Linked DNA regions of Sus scrofa: region 2 is linked to region 1. Evidence: chromatin contacts called from public HiChIP or PLAC-seq data. All regions are on one chromosome and are shown on one strand. Each heading gives the region's core, a stretch centred on a gene start, on an enhancer-like site or on the middle of the called end of the contact. The rest is flanking DNA. Distances are from core to core; before and after follow the strand shown.

What was found. HiChIP or PLAC-seq counts read pairs in DNA pulled down with a chosen protein or histone mark.
Region 2: a contact with region 1 is called in an H3K27ac HiChIP or PLAC-seq map of skeletal muscle, with 4 times the contacts expected there. The contact joins the promoter of CLU here to the promoter of TRIM35 in region 1.

Annotation. Positions count from the first base shown.
Region 1 is chr14:11,049,417-11,054,759 of Sscrofa11.1, reverse strand. TRIM35 (tripartite motif-containing protein 35) reads left to right here and starts at 2,857. Exons shown (of 7, transcript XM_001928380.5): 1 at 2,857-3,421. The coding sequence starts at 2,987.
Region 2 is chr14:11,346,028-11,351,370 of Sscrofa11.1, reverse strand. CLU (clusterin) reads left to right here and starts at 2,379. Exons shown (of 8, transcript NM_213971.1): 1 at 2,379-2,490; 2 at 4,023-4,171. The coding sequence starts at 2,394.

The DNA.
Region 1 (5,343 bases), core at 1,608-4,107:
GTCCATTCTTACTGGAAGAAGAAACAGAAGCTGGTGACACATTAGTTACAATCACCAAGACTTCTCTTTCCTGGTCTGTGTGTAAGGTTTAGTCACCCTCTTTCCTGAAATTATGCACAGAATCAAAAAAGTCCAGAGTGTCTGAGCTAGTGAGAATTTGAAGCAATTTGTCCAATCTTTCCTTTAACGGTTGAGGAAAAGGAAGTAAGAAAAGTAAAATAACATGCCCTAGGTCATGCCCCAGGCTGCCCCTGGCCCCGGTGTGGCTTGGAATAGGACCAAGTCTTTTCCGGATTTCCAGAAAGACTGGAGGACCTTATTGGTTTGACGGTAACCTTTGTATTCTTCTTAAAGAAAAAAAAAAGCAATACATTTGGGTGTTTTTTTTTTTTTTTTTTTTGTCTTTTGAGGGCCACACCCACGGCCTATGTAGGTTCCCAGGCTAGGGGTCTAATTGGAGCTGTTGCTGCTGGCCCACGCCAGAGCCACAGCAACACCAGATCTAAGCCATGTCTGCGACCTACACTCATGGCAACGCTGGATTCTTAACCCGCTGAGCAAGGCCCGGAATCGAACCTACAACCTCATGGTTCCTGGTTGGATTCGTTTCCACTGTGCCACGACGGGAACGTCAACTCTTTACTCTTGTTTTGTTTGGTGGTCCTACTCAAGAGTCCTAGGAAAAAAACAACAAAACGAACAAAGAAAATCATATGAATGGCATGAAACAGATAGCAAAACATATTCACAGAGCAACTGGGACATACAGATAAAAGAGTTAAAGAAAATAAGACTAGGAGAAACTAGATACTCCAGAGGAGTGCCTAGAATGTGGGGTTATTAGCCCCATCTTGTGGCCTTTCCAGATATTGCCTCTAAGGTTAATTTTTGAACCAATAAGCATAGCTGGAGACCAACTAGATGAGTAGATCTAGAGCAATTGGTCTCAAACTTTAGTGTACCTGAGAATCATCTGGAGGGCATGTGCAAAATGTAGGTTCCTGCCCCCTCCCCAAAGAGGCAAGTAGATAAAAGTACGTTCAAGAATCTGTGCTTTTAGAAAGCCCAGGTTATTGCAGGAGGATCACTGACCATGCATAAGAAACACTGCAGAAAGCAGTAAGAATTGGTGGCATCCATCTCCGTGGTATTGTGGGAAAAGGGCTATTCTGACTAAAAGTTTGGAAGGAAATTGTCTAGGACTATCAAGGGCCCGAGATTTTGGCCTACTTGCATGTTAACATGCATAATGAAAAAAATGTTGTGTGCCATATCAGTAAACAAGAGATGTTGCAGCTATCAAGCCATCACATCAATGCTGACCTGATGATGAGCCCTGAAGGAACTCAGGATCAAAAGAGGATGCCATCTAGCAGTCAACGGCTACAGCCAGCTTCAGACAGGGCCTGAGGAAACTCAGGATGAAAAACCACAGGATACTGGCCCCAGACTGCTGAGGTGCATTATCAAAGGATTTCAGCGAGCCCAGACTCTTGGAATTTCCCATACACAGAAAAGTGTAAAATTCCTTAACTTGAGATGTCTGTTTTTTTTTTTTTTTTTTTTTTTAATTAACAGTAATCTTTTGAAATTCCAACAACCTGGTCTTTGTTGCAAGAACTCCAGTATGTCCTGGCCCCTCTCTTACCTCTTTGGAGCAGTCTTTCAGAGTGACATACTGTGTCCTGGGCTTAAGTCCTCAGTTTTGTCCAAGAAACAAAACATAATTCTCAACTTTTATGTTTTACATTTTTTTTTTTTCTCTCAGTATTCCAAGTCAGCATGCCACAGTCTTAGGAATGCTGGTAGATAAGAATTCTGGGTCAGAGACAAAGGATAGTTTAATCCAACAGGAATTCTGGGTCAGAGACAAAGGATGGTAGTCAGATTATAGTCACTTGAGCCAGTTTCTTGACCCTTAATTCCCACAAGCCTTTTGGGAACCTGTGGGCCACAGGAGGAAGCTTAGGGAACCTGAATGAATCTTTTATAATGAGGAGTCAGATTGCCAGATCTTTGCCTGGAAGGAGACATTATTTCTGTCTTCCCAAGCTGTTTATCATAGGAACATCCTTGAAAAATAAGTCTTATAAATGCAGTCTCTGCTCCCATACAGGAACTTGAGCCATGTGGACTTTGTCTTCCAACGCAAACCGGAAATGAAAGTGTGTCAGGGGAAAAGAATCCTACGTCAACCTGTGGCAGGAACGGGGAGTTGGAGAGCCTCATGCCTGCTGTAACTGGCATGAAGAATTCAGCCTGGATGCTAATTCCCATAGATAACTTTGCAGACGTCCTTGATCTCCGTTTCACTCTCGAGGACATAGGTTGGAAAGACTGTGACTTGCCCACTTATTCAACCACGGGATAAGAATGGGGTCTTCTCAGAGGTCTTCCAGGGCCCCTTTCTCTCACTCGGTTCTGCCTTACCCCAGGGGGCAAGCACAAAACTGGCCAAAATAAGTAAACAACTAATGCAAGAGTGGGCAAAGATCTTTGAAATAGCACTGCAAGTAGTGGACACGCTAACGACCAGGTAAGGTAGACTCCACTTCGGAACCAGAAATAAGGACCTCTGGCTCCTTCCACCTCACATGCCTGAGATTTCCGGGGATTGGTTAACGAAGAGACTCCTAGACTTCATTTCCCATTTGAAATCGGAAGTAGGTTTCAGTGACTCGGAACCCCACAGACTGGAAGGGGACTTACTTCCCAGCTAAAACTAGCGGGCCAACAAGGGAATGGCGGGAACTGCGGAGCATACAGGCCCCGCCCCGCTCTTCCGGGATTCCTCCCGCCCCGCGCCGACCGGAACTGGGCGGAGTCTCCCGACTACGCCCTGTGCGCTATTGGTTGGCGCTGCTGTCGCTCAGTGCTCCCGAGCGGAAGGGGCTGTGTGCCCCTCTCCGCAAGGTCCCGGGAGCCGCGAGGCAGGTGGGAGGGGCGTGAGTGAAAGTTGCCGGCGTTGGAGCCCGCAGACCCGGCAATGGAGCCGGGCCCGGCCGCGTCCCCCGGGCCTTCCCGTTCCTTCAAGGAGGAGCTCCTCTGCGCCGTCTGCTACGACCCGTTTCGCGACGCCGTGACTCTGCGCTGCGGCCATAACTTCTGCCGCGGGTGTGTGACCCGCTGCTGGGAGGTGCAGGTGGCGCCCACTTGCCCGGTGTGCAAGGACCGCGCGGCTCCCTCCGACCTGCGCCCCAACCACACCCTCAACAACCTGGTGGAGAAGCTGCTGCGCGAGGAGGCCGAGGGCGCGCGTTGGACCGGCCACCGCTCCCCGCGCCTCTGCCGCCTGCACCGCGGCCAGTTCAGCCTCTTCTGCCTCGACGACAAGGAGTTGCTCTGCTGCTCGTGCCAGGCCGATCCCCGGCACCAGGGACATCGGGTGCAGCCGGTGAAGGACACTGCCCACGACTTCCGGGTAAGCGAGGTCGCGTGAGGGAGGTGGCTGAGGGCGCACGTGGACTGGAACCCAGCACCCTGACTCTGCTACCCTTGCACTCCCGCCTGCCAGAGCGGTGTGTGCTCGGTCCTGCCCCTCTTACTGCTAGCTTGCTGGTGCCTTCTCGGGACCCCCACTCCCTGACGCTGATAACCTACAGAGGCTGCCTTCTTCATTAAGGCCCGCTCTTGGGTACCTAAGAGGGGAGGGGAGAGAATGTCAACAGGAAATGTGAGAATTGGGGTTACAATAGGAAGCTCTCAAGACAGCCCCGCCCACCTCTGAAGGGCTGGGACCACGCTGCCCCCTTTCTACCCGCTGGGTGTAGCCCACGCCCCTGAAGAAGCATAGGTGTGGGTAAGCCCAGCAACCCTGAAACTTGGCACAGTCTGGGTAAAGGCACAGGACCACAAGACCTGGCCAGGGATGTGGAGTCTTTAGATCTCCCCACATCGGTCACCTCCTTCTCGAGGTGGCCCCATGTGTTGTGTAGCTGTGGGGAGGCCTCTGGGCCCAGGCCAGCTGGACTGTTCTGAATCACTCTAGGCATCTCTGATGAGTAGAGTTTAAGTGGCTATAAATAAAGAAGCACTTAACAGGGCAAGAGTAACATGAAGGAAAAGTGATCAGGAAATAAGGATTCGCTAGCTCAGTTTTCAGATCTTTTGACCTTAGCTGGCCCATAGCAAATATTTTTTCCGTTATGACCCAGAACAGCCATGTGAATGTATGATGCTCTGTATCAGTTGTAACAAAAGTTCTGTGAAAATGTCTGTTGTGCTTAGACACTTGGTGTCGTTTTATTTTAAAAATTGCGCATGGGAGTTCCTGTTGTGGCTCAGCGGTTAAGGAACCCTACTAGCATCTATGAGGACTTGGGTTTGATCCCTGGCCTCGCTCAGTGGGTTAAGGATCCAGCGTTACTGTGAACTGTGGTGCAGGTTGCAGGCACTGCTCTGATCTGTGTTGCTGTGGTTGTGGCTTAGACTGGCGGCTACAGCTCCAATTGGACCCCTAGCCTAGGAATCTCCAGATGCTGCGGATGTGGCCCTAAATAAATAAATAAATAAATAAAACCTGCACAGAGTGTGAAACACTAATTTATTTCATCACCTGCTAATACATAGGCTAGACCCATAGTTTGGAGAACACTGGTTAGCTGGTAAGAAGGTGAGTATATTCCAAAGGGGGCACTGCAAGGACTCTGAGTGCCTGGTCTCCAGCCACTGTTTTACTCTGTTTTCATGTCTTTCTTAAGAAATGTCCAAAGTTGACAGTTGATATATATTTTGACAGAGTTCAAGTGGAGGGGAAGGTCAGCACCATGCTCCTTTGAACACCACAGTAGCTCAGCAGTAGGATAAGCCTATAACTGCTGTCCCCTTATTTGTTTAACAGTGGTCCTCAGCAATGCTTTTTCTCATTTCCCCTGGCAGGAGCGCCAGGTCCTGATTTGGGACAGCTGAAGTAAGTGCTGGGCATTCTGGGGGCTGGGGTCAAGGTAGGGGTCACCATGGATCAAGTCATGACAAAGCACTATGGGGCTGGCAGAGGTTTAGATCAGGAAGAGGGGTAGGGGTCAAGGCCAAGAGCACTAAGGCAGGACCCTCAGGTCTGGGCTAAGCCGCGGGATTCAAGGTCAGTAACCTAGTGCCAGGCAGACGTCTAATGACTCTTTCTGTTTATTCAGCAGATGCCTTGTACTGCTGGGCCCTGGGGATACTTCAGGACACCAGCTAGGCAGTCATTCATACCTCAAGGAGCTTCAAGCAGAAACCTGAGGGATGAGGAGGTGTTAGCAGTTCTGGATGGTTGGTGGGGGTTGGGGGAATGATGTGGGGAGGCTGAGAGGTGAGAAGGGCTGAAGGGGCTTCCCTCACATGCTGTGGGGACCCCCCCAA
Region 2 (5,343 bases), core at 1,130-3,629, 300 kb before region 1:
AGAAGTGTGCTTTTGGAGAATTTGTGCAGATAATGGATGTAAAGTATCTGATTATATGCAAAAGCATAGAACATAGAAGGAAATAGACCACAGCGCTAATGTTTGCCTCTCAATGGTGTGAATTACAGGGGAATTATTTTCTCCTTTTTCTTTTTGGTTGAGTTTTCCACATTTGGGGAGGTGGGAGAGGAGCTTGGGCTCTAGGCTTTAAATCCCAGCTTATTAGCTGCGTGACCATCCTCCCCATGGCTTTCTCAGGGGGAAAGAAGCTGCCTTGTAGTGCCTGGGAAAGGATGGCTTTGGAAGGGGGTGGAGGAGGGCGATGCTTGTTCAATCAGACCAGTTGGCAGCCAGGAGCCGGGAGGGGAGGGGAGTCTGTGCAAAGGGCTGGCAGTCTGGCTGCTCAGCCGCTGTTCTCCCTCTGTCCTTGGACTAGTATCAATATCACCTGCAAGCAGACTCTGAATCAGAATCTGCATTATAATGAGACTCCTGGGTAATTCGTAGGTAGTTTAAAGAAGCCAATCATTTCACTAAGGAAAAGCCACAGAGTCAGGGAGGGACCGCAGGTGGCCTTTGAGGGCCTGCTTCTGTTCTGTCCCTCTGCAAAGATGCCACTTCCCCAATAGATAATGCCAATGCCCGCGAATGGTCCAATGTTGACCAGTTTTGAAGGAGTCACAGTTTCCTCTGGTCACATTAGACCCTTCGCATCTCTGAGGTCTGTATTAAGTCCATTTTACAGATGAAGAAACTGAGACTCAGAGTTAAATGACTTGGTGTTAAGGAAAGGACACTGGCCTGGGGATTGGGAGAGCTGGGTCCTCATCCTGGGGCTGCCACATACTTGCTGCAGGCTTTGGGAAGCCCCATCCTGTCTGTGGGTTTGGCTTCCCCTCCAAGGGGGAGGGATTGGACAGGAGACTGGTTTCTTTCCCAGCTCGGAGCTCTATGGCTCCCGTGGTCCCAGTCCTGGTAGGAGATCCTACACTGACCACTGCTTTCCAGACTCCTCATGAAGGGCTCTTGCCTTTGGCTGCCCTGCCTCCCTTCCTCTCAGGACCCAATGCCCTGTCTTCTGGTATCAGAGGCTTATGTATGGATTTCTCAGAAATCATTGCCATCAGGGGCCTCCACACAACATCAGGGGTGTTTCTTGCTGGCTTTCTCTCTCTGGTGTGACAAAGGCTCTGTCCCTGCTCCAGGCGTTTCAGGCCTCAGTGAGCAGCTGGGGCAGAGCCGAGACACCTGAATTAGCGCCTGGCTCCACCACCCACTCACCATCTCTGGGGAAGGTGGTGACCCCGCCCTCTTCTCCCACGCTGCTTGAGAACCACAGCTCGGCTGCTTTGCTAATGATGTCTCAGGAGAGGTTTGCTTTATGAATATGCTCCCGAGGGTCCAGGGGGGCCTGCCAAGCTGAGAGCAGCTTCTGGATGTGCACCATCTCAGGAAGGAGAGACCCCCTTCCCGTTCTGTTCAGGGAAGTGGGCGAGTTCAGATTAGCGGTTCTGGGGAGGAGGTGCAGGGCACGGGGGTTCTGTTTTGCAACAGCTTCAGCTTCTGGGAAAGGGTCCATTGTGTAAGACCAGCTGGTCCAGAGCTCAGGGCAGCTGGCCGAGTGGTGGTGGGAGGACCTTGGCAGACACCCTGCTGTGGGCTTAGAATGTGCTAACCCAGAGGTCTGAGGTCCTCACTGCCTCAGACCCTGAAAAAGCAGTTTCAGGAGGTGTTGAGGCTTAGAGGCGGGCAGGGGGTAGGGGGGAGGAACTGCTGTGATTGATTGGTGATGTCTGCTGGGGCAGGATGGGTGATGCACACAGCAGCGGCCTGGACTGTCTGCACTCTGGACTGCAGTCCCCACTTTGGCAGGGGGAGGACGGGAGAGGCCAGATGAGTGACCCAAGAGAGGTGTTTTCAGAGTTTGTTTGATGTGAGCAGGTATCAGCAGATAGATGCCCTGCCTGGATGCAGACAGTATTGTGCCTTGCTCAGGCTTAGTCAGCTATTAAGGGTAAAGGGAGGAGAACGAGGAAAAGGGGGAGAAGGAGGAGGGGGACAGGGGGAGGGCAGCTTGGACCTGAGCCTGGTGGCTGTGACTCTGGAGTTCTTATATTAGGCTGCTGTCCTGTGGTTCCTGCCTCTATCTACTCCTTCCACTTGTCCGTGGCAAGTCTGAGCCTTTCTTGTCACTTCCCCAGATAAAGGGCAGTGGTGCCAGCTGAGGGGGTAGCCGAGGGCAAGGCCTCTGCTGGGCGCCTGGGAAGCCGAAGCCTCTGCAGGCAGCAGGCTAGAGCGGAAACCCCCCAGGCTGCCTGGCTGTTACCATGACAGTCCCTTGTTCTCTACAAACAGAGGCGTGCTAGAATTCCAGAACTGGAGAAGCAGGCGAGATGAAGACTCTGCTGCTCTTGGTGGGGCTGCTGCTGACCTGGGAGAATGGCCCCTGGGTGCTGGGGGACAAGGCCATCTCGGACAAAGAGCTCCAGGGTAAGTGAGCCTGTGCGCCTCCTCACATGCTCCCTCCCCGTCCTGGGTCCCAGGGTTAGAGAGCACCTTTCTCCCTCCTGTGCATCCCGTCGCACCTGCTCTGCCCCAGCCTTGCTGAGGCCTCCCTCGCCAGCCTGGGCTTTGCTGTCAGCTTGATTTCAAGGCAGTTTCAGGTTGTTCTCAAGCCCTTTCTGGCTGCTGCACCTCACTGGTCTGTTTCCCTCCGAGCCTGGCACCCACACCTCCTCCATGAAACCCCATGAAGCCTGGACCCTTGGCGCCTCTGTGGCCTGCCGTTTCTGAGTTGCCGGGGCACTTGTTCCCTGTATCCATCCCTTTCCACCTAGGAAACCAGTGCCCTGGATTCAGGAGAGGGGAACTCTCATTCCCTAAGAGGCTTGACATCCTTCAGAGCCCCGCTGGTGGTCCCCTCTTCTGCCAGACCTTTCCTGAAACCTAAATTCCCTCCTCCCCACTCTGTCCTAGCAGCTGACCACTGCAGGGCAGTAGTTAAAAACCCTGAGATCAGTTCTGGGTGGGTGTCTGGCTCCACCCTCCCCAGCTGTCTGATCTTGGGTGAGTGTCTTGATCTCTTTATCCTCATTGGTGCTGTGGGGTGAGGACAGATGGGCATGTTAAATAAAATGCATAAGAAGTGTTCAGCTTTGGAGTTCCTGTCATGGCTCAGTGGTAACGAATCCGACCAGTATGCATGAAGACGAGGGTTTGATCCCTGGCTTTGCTGTGTGTTAAGGATCTGGCATTGCCATGAGATGTGGTGTAAGCCACAGACACAGCTCAGATCTGGCATTGCTGTGGCTGTGGCATAGGCCGGCAGCTACAGCTCCAATTTGCCCCCTAGCCTGGGAACTTTCATATGCTGTGGGTGTGGCGCAAAAAAAAAAAAAAGAGAGAGAGAGAGAGAAGCGTTCAGCTCAGCTCCTGGCTCAAGATCAGAAACGTATTGGCTGTTATTTTCGGAAGTTCATTGACACTGTCTCATTGCATTTGTCACCCTGCTGTGTCTGATCACAGTCCCCTCGAGGAATGGTGTTGTTAATCCACAGTGCTTCCTGTCCCCGTCTCCTGACACCATGCATTGGAACAAAGAAGAACACATGCGTGCTTAAACTCAAGTCCAGAAAGACTTGTATCCAAAGTAATAATATTTACATTTTCATGCTTAAGCAGTTACCCTTGAAAATTTTCTTCGGCAGCCAATTAGGCTGCTTCTCCAGAGCCCTGGAGGTGGCCTGGGTTGTCTCTCCTCTGGGGTGTGTCTCTCTGATGGTTGGTGTTTCTGAGCAGGGTGGGGTGTAATGGATGCTCCTCGGTCCTGGGTCTGCAGTGAGCCCTGTGATGGAACTTGGGTTGGCAGAGGCTGGGCCCGAAGGCTGCCTGTCAGGGGCTCCTAGGCTTGGCAGCCCCTAGACCCACTGGCCTTTCCGACCCTTCCAGCTGGTTCCAGGCTTATATCCCCAGCACCATTCCTTCCTCTCGCCCCATCTACCTCCCTTGCGCTTTTCTTGCAGAAATGTCCACCGAGGGGAGTAAGTACGTTAATAAAGAAATTAAAAATGCCCTCAAGGAGGTGAAACAGATAAAGACCCTAATAGAACAATCAAATGAAGAGCGCAAATCACTGCTCAGCTCCCTGGAGGAAGCCAAGAAGAAGAAAGAGGTGAGGAAGAGCCAGGTGCCCCCCCCCCCCCCCCCGCCCTGACCCTCTGTGCAGGGGGGAGGGACTGGCTGTCGCTCCTCTGGATGGCCTGCCAGGTTGTCAGCCAGGTTGCCATGGCAACCCACAGTCCTTCCAGGCGGTGTCAGCTGATCCTGGGGCTGTGGTTAACAAACAGGGAAGGTTTATTTGCTTTTGAAAGCTTCAAGGGGTGAGATCTTGGATCTGGTTTTGTTACCAGCCTGGCCCAGGGCCTGCTGCCAAGATTCACTTCAGTAGATTTTGCTAGACCTTGATTATGACCAAACTCCAAGGCAGGCTTTGGGTAGGGTCTGTCACGGACATGGGTTAGGAGGGGGATGGCACCCCACCTTCAGGAAGCTTGTCTTGGAGGGGTACAGGGTATCTTTGGGGGTACAGTGGGCACACACTGCCCATGTCTTTCTAGAGTTCTGGACTACTTCATAAAGAGACACCCAGGTCCCTGGTGAACATACAAAACTAAAATTCTGCAATTCAATAAACAGCTTATTTTTTTAAAAAATCAATAGTCTCCTTAAGGGTATCCTCAAAGCCTACTCCCGTAGTCATACCTTCCCCCATGACAAAGAAGCTGTGATGGGGCCACCTGTCACCGTTGTGATCCCCAACACATAGAGTAAAAGCATTGTAAAGACTTGGAGAGGTTCTTCAGTAAAGAAACACATGGAACTTCATTTAACCCAAGTGTTTTTTTCCCAATCGAAGTGACCCAGGAATCCATTATTTTCCTCCCCAACTGTTTGTAGCAGAGCTCTCACTTTCTTTGAAGCTTAAGGCCCTTTCTTGGCATCAGTCTTCGTTCTCACGATACGCTAAGAATCCTTTTAGAGCCCATGTAGAAGCAGCCAGTCTTGCTCTTGAATTTTTACAGTTCTCCTTGAGGTTCAATGTTTGACCATCCATGTTCCATGACAAAGCACATCAAATTTGAAAAAAGACCCTATGACTTCTTAGTGGAAGAGCATGTGAACTGGAAAGAAAGTAAGAGGGCAGAATAGTTGCTGCCTGTGAATCAGCCCAGTAGGAGGTGTGTGCAGAGCTGAGGGCCGGGGACAAGGGACATGGGGCAGGGAACGATCTCACATACCCCAAAATCCTCCTGGTCAGATAGTCATAGTGTAGCTTTGCTTTGG